Linked DNA regions of Mus musculus: region 1 is linked to region 2. Evidence: chromatin contacts called from public promoter capture Hi-C data. All regions are on one chromosome and are shown on one strand. The core of a region is the stretch at or near the end of the contact, and the rest is flanking DNA. Distances in the headings are between cores, read along the strand shown.

Region 1 (5,095 bases), core at 753-3,252, 460 kb after region 2:
TCGAACTTAGAAATTCGCCTGCCTCTGACTCCCCAGTGCTGAGATTAAAGGCGTGCGCCACCATGCCCGGCATTTTTTTTTTTTTAAAGACAGGAACTCTTAATATAGACCAGGATAGTGTTGAATTTACAAAGATCTTCTGCTTCTGTCTCCAGATTGCTGGGATTAAAGACATATTCCCCCATCCCATAGGAACACATCTTAAAATAACTTTTTTTTTAAGTATTTTTAATTCAGCAAAACTTAGTTTTTACACAAAAGATTATATTCTTCATTTGAATAAACATTCAGTAAATTTTTTTTGCCATTTCTCTTTGGATTTATAAACAAAAATTTGAGCATGCAAATTTTGTTTCTTTTCTTTTTTCTTCTTCTTTCTCCTTTCTTTGTTACTTCCTTCTATTTTTCCTCCATCTTGGTTTGAGAAGGGGTTTCTCTATTGCCCTGGCTGTCTTGAAACTTGTTCTGTAGACCAGGCTGACTTGAACTCAGATCTGCCTGCCTCTGGCTCCCGACTGCTGGGATTAAAGGTGTGTGCCACCATGCCTGGCTATACATTTAGTTTCTTAGAATTGTGTTTTTCCTTCAGTTTCAACGTAGTCTTCATTTGAAGCTAACTATAATTACAGTGAATGATGGCAAGACATTTTTTCTTTTCTGAGGAAAAGATGATTTTGAATCTGTTTGAAAATTTGATTGTTGGAGCTGGAGAGATGGCTCAGTGGTTAAGAGCACTTTTGCCCAGGACTGTAGGTTTAGTTCCCAGTACCCCACAGGTGACTTACAACTCTCTGTAACTGCATTTCCAGGGGCTCTGACATGCTCCTCTGTCTCATTGTGCACCAGGCACACACATAGTGCACCTGAGTATGTGCAGGCAAAACACTCAGAAAATAGAAATCTTAAAAGAGGGAGAGAGAAAGAGAAGTGACTTTTGTGTTATTAACTGATTATCTTTCACAGAGGGCTTTTAATGTAACCTTCAAAATAGGTGGCCTCAATGTTTCTCACCATAATATCCTTCCAAAGTACTTTGTTAGCTTCTTATTTTAGTAAGGAAGAGAAAAACTTAAGATTTCAGTATTTTAGGCTTGTATTTAATTAACTGCCCTACCTTTTACATTTGTGAATCCCGAGTAACATGAAACAACTAAAGGCCTATAGACTATTTAGATCAGATTTTAGAAGGAAACTTTCTAAATTGTAATAATGAAGGCTTCAGTAAAATGTTTCTTTGGATTGGTTAGGTGGCTCAAGTTGTAAGGGTTCTTGCCATCAAACCTGACACCCCAGCTTGCTGCTTGGGACCTACATGATGGCTGAAGAGAACTAGCTAGCTTAAGTTCTTTGGCCTTCACACATATGCTCTGGCACACGAGCCCTGTCTCTCATATGCATACACACAAAAAACAAACAAACAAAAAAAGATCTTTGTGAATTCAAGGCTATCCTGGTCTACATTAAGAGTTCCTGTCTTTATAATTAATTCTTTTAAAATACGTGAGAATTTCATTTATATAAATGGATTTTGATCAAATCCACCCTCCATTCTTCCCCTTTCAATCCCTCTTACATCCCCCTTTCCCCCCAACTTCATGTACTTTTCCTTAATGTTTAAAAATTTAAATAAAATTATATCATGATTTCCCCCTTCTAGTTCCTTCCTCTATCCCCTCCTGTGTTCCCACCTCCTGACTTCCTCTCAAATCACACCCCTTTTATTATTATTGATATGTGTGTATATATATGTGTACATATATATATGTATATGCATATATACACATAAATGACTAAGTACAAGCTGCTGAGTTGTTTTAGTGTTGCTTGTGTATGTATGATTTCAGGGCTTTCCTCTTGGTATTGTATAACCAGTTGTGGGCCTCATCCCTGGGGAAGACTAAATCTCCTTCTCAGCAGTCTTTAGTTGCCTGGCTTCTGTCTAGAGGTAGGGCCACTGGAGATTTCCTTCTTCCACTTTAGCATGTCTGTTGGTGGTGTTATTTCAGGTCATGTTTAGGCAGCCATATAAGGTTTCATGGCTGTCATTTCTAGGAGACAGTCTATCAGCAGACTTCCTGGTCTCTGGCTCTTAAGATCTGCTCTTTCAGTTGTGTTTTAGTGCCCCTCAATCAGTTAGTTAGTTAGTCCCTGTATTTTGAACAGTTGTAGTTTCTGCAGTGGTCTCTCACTGTTGCAAGGAGAAGCTTCTGTGAGGCTGAGAGCTGCTCTATCAGACAGAGGCAGCTCCTGAGCTTGGTCCACATCTTAGCTTGGCAGTGTTGTGAAGATGGCAGTGGACAGGGGCAGGAAGGAAGAGGGAAGAAAGAATCCCACTCTATTCTTTAAACCCAGTGTGTTTACTTAGTGCTGCCAGGCACAGTTTTCTTGTATAAATTGACTCATTTATCTGAACTGCTTGGCATGTTTATTGTTTTTTTCCTTTTTTTATTTAAGATTTTGACTTCTGGAATATTTTCATATACATGAGGTATCTTGGGCATAGGACCCAAGACTAAACATAAAACTCATCTCTTTCTTATGTATAGCTTCACATATAGCCCAAAGGTAATTTGTTGCACAGTATTTTACACCTGAAATTTGACTGCAACCTGTTCTTTGAGATCAGATATAAAATGTTCCACTTGTGGTGTTAAGTGTTTCAGATTTTAGATTTTCAGATTAGGAATGATCATGTATATTCAAAAATATTATAAAGATTTATATATGCTGAAATCTGAATGCAAAGTAGATGGTACATTCTCAATAAAAAATGAAATTATGTTTATATCAGTGTTTTTGATAAATGAGGTACTTAATTACGGATGTGATGTGATTTTAATCCTCCCATTTGAGGGTGTTTCCTGTCATAGCTGCTGCCTTTCCTGCAGTGTCTATTTGCCCTCCTCTGTGCTTTCTTTTCTCCTAAGCCTTGTTTTTTATTTCTTTGGTTTTTAACCTTTATTTCCCTTTAAAAAATGGCTCTTGCCTGTAACTGACTTTGAGTTCGGAAATAAAAAGCATCCCTTAATTACTATCTATTTACATTAGAATGATGCCTGAGATCTAAGTTTGGAGTGTGCCAGTTTTTCTTTGCATGGGTACTTTACTTCTAAAGATGAAGTTATCATTAAAGTACGTTACACTTATAGGTAACAGTAAAATTTGTATGTAACGACAAAATAATCTCTTTGCTTTTTTTTATAGCCTCTTCTAGAAAACAAGCTTAAAGCATTCAGTATTGGAAAAATGAGCACAGCAAAGCGAACCCTAAGTAAGAAGGAACAAGAGGAACTGAAGAAAAAGGTAATGTTTGGAGTGTATTTTAGGTTATACTTAGAAGTGACTGTGTAAGAGAGCAGTAGCAGCTGTGTTTCCTGAAGAATTTGACTTCTTGATGTTTGCATCTACACAGGAGTCAAGTCTTTAACACAACAAATGTTCATGATTTTGGCTTTAGCTTCTCTATCTATAGCTCTGTGTGATGTTGTGTTCTTGTTGTCAAAGTGTGAGTGTGTGTTTGTGTGTGCATGCACCACTGTAGTGTACCCATCTCCCTTAGATGAATGCAATAGCGTGAGGGTACTTTTCTCCATTTACCTTTTTAAATTAAATATTATATCTTTGTGATTACTTGTAGGATTGAAACATTGAACTTTTTAAAGCTTCATAGGTTTGTAAAATCCTATTGGGATTTGTGGTTTTGCTCTTTGGACATTATATTGCAAGTAAAGTTGTTATGAATAATGTTATATACACAGATGCATTTTGGTTTTCTTTTAGTTTGCCTTTTGAGGCATATTCCTGAAAGGGAAATTGTTGGAATGGTAAATTAATAAATGTGGTTCTTCTGTACTTCTCTGTCAGGCAGGGACAGTTTGTTCTCTATCTGTAATGTGTTAGTGATATCACCACCCACAAGTAGCAGATTATACTGGGGGAGTTTTTGCCAGTCTGTAGTGTGAAAAATGATACCTGAGTGTTTGAATTTGCAATTCCTATAGTGGCAATGCAGTTCACCAGCCCCCTACCTCCGTTTTATTTCTTTTTATTCTCTTTCTGGTTTTATTCTTCCATGTAAAAACTGTTTTTATAATCAGTTGTCAGTCTTTCCTTACAATTACTGTGTTTTTAACCAAGCTTTTCCTTTCTTTTCCATTTCTGGCTTATAGAGGAATTTCCCTGTATTTTCTTCTAGCATCTGTATTCCCAGGAGAATCCCTTTGAATTCCTAGGATTGTTTCCTAAAATGTAATCTTCATGCAGTTTTTCATCTTATATAATACAAAAAATTTTGATTTTGTTCTATCTTCTTAATTAGTTGTCAGTAAATTATGCCAGTTTTGTTTCTGGGAAAGTCTGTTTGTTTCCCTCTGACACTAGAGGCTTCTTTTATTTTCTTATGTGTTCTATTTCTGAGGTAGTGTCTTACACAGCTCGGGCTGGTCTGGAGTTCTGTCTTCCTGTCTGACGTCTGAAGTGACAGGCATGTGCCACCATTCTCAGCTTGGTATTTTATTCATACATATTTGAGGATATTTAGATGGTGATGTCAATTCTACTTTTTTAAATGCCATGTCAGGAGGATATTCTGTGGCTTTGTTTCTATTGTATCTTTGATTATTTGAGAAGGAAATTTTTATATTTGATGAATTAAGTCATCGTGCCTTGGAGAACTTTCTAACAGCAATAGGATCTGTCCTTACTTAGTCCTTTGTCCTGTAGTCTGGTTCTTGATTGCCTTTAAATACATTGACTTGTTTATCTGCCTGGGGTTCTTGTCTGCATCTCTCAATTTCTAGTAAAGGAGCAAAGCCTTTGTGTTTGAATTACTTAGCATTTAGTAATATTATTACTAAATTATAGCATATCATGGCTAATATGTAATGTCCACCAAGTATTTGATACTAGATTTGAGAAGGGAGAGGTTTGTGTATTTTGTTTCTTTTTCTTTCTGTATATGGGTGTTTTTGTCTGCTTGAATGTGTGTGCCTGGTATCCAGAGAGGTCAGAAGAGGGGGTTGGTCCCTTAGGACTGGAATTAGAGGTGGTTGTGAGCTGCAGTGTGCGTGCTGGGTCTTGGGTTCTTAGGGAGAAG
Region 2 (4,723 bases), core at 1,048-3,547:
CTAGTCCTTTGAAGCCTACAGGGTATTCTGGAGTTCTGTTCACAAGTTCATCAGCTAGTTCTTCTTTTCCTCTCAAACTGTCTAGAGTCTCTTGGTAGTTTGCCCTCATCTAGTAGTGTTTGGACTCAGTAACATGGGGCTACTGAATCACATGAATTCTATCTATTTTCATTCAGTGGTTCAAAGGATGAATAACTGTGCTGATACCATCCTCACTCTCGTTCTAAAACACATCGCTCCCCATCCTCTCCCTCTGGGTGTGCTTCTGTTCACCCTGGCAACCACACAGGAAACTAAATGTTCTTCATTTAGTTTTTTTTGTCTGTTTTTTGAGGCAGGGTCTCTCAGTGAACCTGAAGCTCACTGATCAGTTGGACGAGTTGGCCTGAGAGCCCTCAGGCTTCACCTGTCCCTGCTCTCTAGTGCTGGTTACAGGTGCTCTATGCTGCTCCCGGCTTTTATGTGGGTGCTTGGGTCCTTCCCTCCTAGTCTTCCTTTTTTGGTCTTCTGTTAAATAAAATATTTGTGAAAGGCCTAACTTTGATACATCGAGTTTCTTGTTTTGTCAGGTCTGTGTTCCATGGCTGTCAGTTTATCTACCTACCTCTGCCTGCTCAGTGCTGGGATTGAAGGTGTAGGACACCATGCCCCGCTGACACACCAACAAGTTTTAAAGTTTATTTTCAGTGTAATTTTAAAGCAATCCTTACTTTCAATCTACTGTAAAACTTTCACAAAATCTATCTTGCTTCCCATGTCATGATGTTGCTTTAAAAGACTGTTTTGTTTTTACAATGAAATTCCCCAGGATGGTGAACCCAAGATATTTTTACCAAATAAATGTCTGTGATCAAAGAGCATAGAATAAAAATGTTATTGAACACATTAGGCTAGAAAATATTTATTGATTAAAGATCCTGAAAAAGAAAAACAATGCCTCCATTTTCACTTTTCTCCCTGAAAATAAATACCATCTAAATTTAAGTCAACCAAATTCATACCATCTAATCTTAACTAAAATAAGGGGAAGACAAGTCAGCATTTTCGAACTTTTTATAAGGTTTCTTTTATATGCCAACTTTCATTAGAAGTTAATATCAAAAGAATCCTTTCCAGAGGCTGGATTCTATCTTTAACCTTATAAGTACCTTAAAACAAACAAACAAAAAAAAAACCCCACATAATTGACAACTTCCAGTATTAATACAGTGCTACTTATCACAAATAATTTATTAAGTATACAAATTTCAAAAACGAGTTTTTTTTTTCTGTAAACCAAAGTCATTAAATGTGACATACTACATTATCATTCAAAGTCTAGTTTACCTATTAGAACATTTGGTTTCTCTCCTCCGTCATTCAAACATGCAGATATATTCTAGTATATAGTATATATAAATATACAAATACACACTTTTAGAACTCAAAAAAAAAAAAAACCCGCTGCTGTAGGGTCATTATACACTAAGTGTTAGTAATAATGTTTCGAGATCTTTCTGCCATACTAAAGCCTTTAAGCACCATTCCCCCCACCTCCCCGCCCCATCCCTGCGCTCCATCTAAACGTTTTGTTCGTTTAGACAATAGGGGGGTCGGTCCTGTCTGGGGGCTAACGGGAGCATGAAAAAGTATCACAAACCCAAGACACTAGCTAGCTACAGCAACCGGTCCAGGCATTGAGGTTAAATGCAGCTCTTCACAGCTGGAGTGCTCCGCGATTCCACCACGGGGACGTTAGTGCTTGTATACCGTCTGTTGCTTTGCTTGGGATGAGGGACCCGAGAAGTCGTCCCACACAGCTTCGCAGCCTAAAGCGAAGCTCCAGGTCCGGTTCCCAGGAGGACAGAGAGGGCTCCTTAAAAGCCTTCCCACCAAGGGCTCCTTTGCAAGTCCTGGAGTGCCTTCCCAGGGGGAGCTCAGACCTGCCGCAAGCCACTCTGTTCTGACCTGCCTCTACCTGGTGCGGCTACCCGGGGGCCGCCAAGCCTCCGTTCCCCTTCTCTTCCCCCCGTTCGGCCGCTGACCTGCACCGCGGGCAGCTGGAAGGCCGGGGTCCCACAGCGCAGAGAGGCCCGCGGGCCCGCTTTCTGCGCCGCGGCCTGAGCTCACCCACCTGATGCTCCTTCACCACTTCGCTGAGGCAGGGGTACCGCTCCGAGATCCATCGGTAAAACTTGGGGACTCCCATTTTGACCGTCGACACTAATTCCAGTCGGTGCAGAAACGAAACCAAACACCCCGCCCGGGCCTCCGCCGCCGCCTCCGGCCGTCGCTCGGAGGATGACAACACAAGGTCCGCCAGACCATAGAGCAAACCGTGGGCCTAGAGGGGCAGGACGGCGCTGGTGGGCGGTGGGTCCTGTCTATCCCGCTGCCTCGCTCTTCCATACTCGTTGGTGACAGCGCAAGAGGTGTGATTTGCGCATTAGGTGAGCTCAGGTTTAAAATGCCAGTTGATTGAGGTGTGGACTTGCGGATGGTATAAGAACGTTTAAGAGACAGTTGGTTAGCTTTATGTTAACTTGAAACATGGCAGAGTCGTTAGAAAGAGAAACCTCAACTGAGAAAAACGCTGCTTCCAAATTGGCCTGTGGGAATATTTTGATTACTGATCAATGCGGGAGGGCCCATCTGAATGTGTGCTGCTGCCACCCCTGGGCCGGTGGTCTTTCGGTATGTGAAAAAGGCTGAGTGAACTAGCCAGAAAGCAACATTCCTTCAGAGCTTCTTCAGTTCCTGCCTCAAGTTCCTTTGATGATGGGCTGTGATGTGGAAGTGTAAGCCAAGTAAACTCTTTCCTTCCTAAGTTGCTTTTGGTCATGGTGCTTATAACAGTAATAGAAACCCTAGTAAGAAAGGTATTGGACACTTGCTTTTTGTACTGTGGGCTTGTCCCTCGTGGGATCGTTAAATTTACTATTTTTCAATGTGGACTTGAAAAAGTCTGGTTAGCTTGTGAGAGGAGTAATTCTCTGAGTAATGTAAACCTACAGAAGAGTTTTAATTTTCTAATATTTTAAAGAGTTTTATAGTTTTCCTCTTTATATCTTTTATTAAATTACTTTATTTACATTCCAACCCCCCCCCCCATCCTGACTCCCCCTCCCGGAGTTCTTTAAGCCCTCCTCCCAACTCTGAGAGGGTGCTCCCCCATCTGCTTCCACCTCACATTTCCGCTTAGGTCATCCCCATTGAGTCCTAGTAGCCTCTCACATCCCAGATCTCTGGGACTTTCTAGAGGTTCCCCATGGGCCCTAACCTCCACTGCTGCATGTTGATTAATTCTCCTGGCCCTCTGGGCATCCCTCCTTTCCATACCTGATCCCGCCCCTTCTTTTCCCCTTCCTCTCACCTCTCCGACCCAATTTCCTCCCTCTGCCTCCCATGATTATTATTCCTCTTCGAGGTGGATTTCAGGTATCCACACTTGGGCCTTCCTTCTTGTTAAAGTCTGTGAGTTGTATTGTGGGAAAGAGTAATTTCCCACCATTTCAAGACTCTGGGTTACTCCCCTCATCCACAATTTTTGATACCCTGTTTCAAAACAAAGAAACCAACAAAATTCAAAAAGCCGGTTGTGGTTACTTAGGAGGCATAGGAAGATCAGAAGTTAAAGGCCATCCTCAGGTACATTGTAAGTTCAGGGAGATCCTAGTTGATAAGAAAGCCCATTTCAACCCCAAAACTCAAACCTGTGTGGCATGAAAGTTTGAATCTCAGCACTTGAAGGATGGAGGCTGGAAGATCAGGAGTTCAAGGGCATCCTCACTTACTTAAGTTCCAGACGCATTTGCCCTACATGAGAACTGTCTCAACCAAACAGGACAAAAGCCACTATAAACATTTCTGTTTTGTTTTTTATTATCATGTGACTTTCCTTACAATAAATACTTCAGAAGTTATTGGATTCTTTCCTTTGGCACTGCTTGTCTTCCATGATTAGCGCTTGGACAACATTCATCTTTAGTCAAGAGAACCTTCCATATATATATAATTATGTGTGTGTGTGTATATATATATATATATATATATATATATGGAATGGATATATAAAATGTAATATATATGTATACATTTTTCATCAATGAAGAAGTTATATATCTTTTGTAGGAAAATAGCTGCAAGTGATCATATTAAGTAAATTAACTTAGTCTCAGAAAGATAACATTTTCTTTCATATATGGTTCCTAGATTTTATATAGCTACTTAAAATCATATATGTATATGTGAGATGATAGCAGAGACAACACTAAAGTGTTGAAAGAAACAAAAGAGACTGAGGCAGGGGAACAAAGGAATTGTGGAAGGAATTTGTTAAAAGTATATGATGTATTTGTTTGAAATGATCCTATGTAATCTAGTACCAAGTACAACCAAAATACATCAATGCTAATTAATTAAACATGTTTATATGAATAAGATGCCAAAAAATTGAAATGGATAAAAAGCACACACATGCACGCCCCCTAACACACAGAGTATGTAAAAAAAGATTTTCTAATTATCCTGTCCTTAACTGCTTTACATCAAATCTGAGTAGGAAATTGTATGTTCAGTTTTCACATTTATGTCTTCTGACTTACTACAGTTTACCTCATTATACTTTTACTTATAGGAAAAAATAAGACAGAGTCTTATGGAGAAAAAATTCAGCAGTTTCCCATCTGACTATAATAAATGTATTACTTTACAATTCTTTTCTTTTTAATCTATTAGAAAATAT

What was found. Promoter capture Hi-C pulls out the DNA fragments that hold promoters and counts their contacts.
Region 1: a promoter capture Hi-C map of the 3T3-L1 cell line shows a contact between it and region 2, with 3 times the contacts expected there. The contact joins the enhancer-like site here to the promoter of Xrn1 in region 2. A contact is called at or near these places in 6 of 39 promoter capture datasets (the 3T3-L1 cell line, the C10 cell line, embryonic stem cells and 3 more), 6 of 484 Hi-C or Micro-C datasets (B cells, CD4 T cells, bone marrow and 3 more), 13 of 115 datasets of contacts at active chromatin or transcription factors (bone marrow-derived macrophages, differentiating embryonic stem cells, embryonic forebrain and 9 more) and 4 of 9 other capture datasets (adipose tissue, embryonic stem cells, liver and 1 more).

Annotation. Positions count from the first base shown.
Region 1 is chr9:95,494,043-95,499,137 of GRCm38.p6, reverse strand. It overlaps U2surp (U2 snRNP-associated SURP domain containing), which reads left to right. Exons shown (of 28, transcript NM_001357974.1): 4 at 3,205-3,303. Among named protein-coding and RNA genes, the nearest start is that of U2surp, 15 kb to the left of the region's middle. Within about 2 kb of position 2,002, at least 7 of the 459 cell types and tissues checked have an H3K27ac peak or open chromatin away from gene starts, as enhancers often do.
Region 2 is chr9:95,952,334-95,957,056 of GRCm38.p6, reverse strand. Xrn1 (5'-3' exoribonuclease 1) reads right to left here and starts at 2,297. Exons shown (of 42, transcript NM_001311130.1): 1 at 2,114-2,297. The coding sequence starts at 2,188. It overlaps Gm16794 (a long non-coding RNA gene), which reads left to right. Exons shown (of 3, transcript XR_871036.3): 1 at 1-2,429. It also overlaps a transcript of Atr not described here.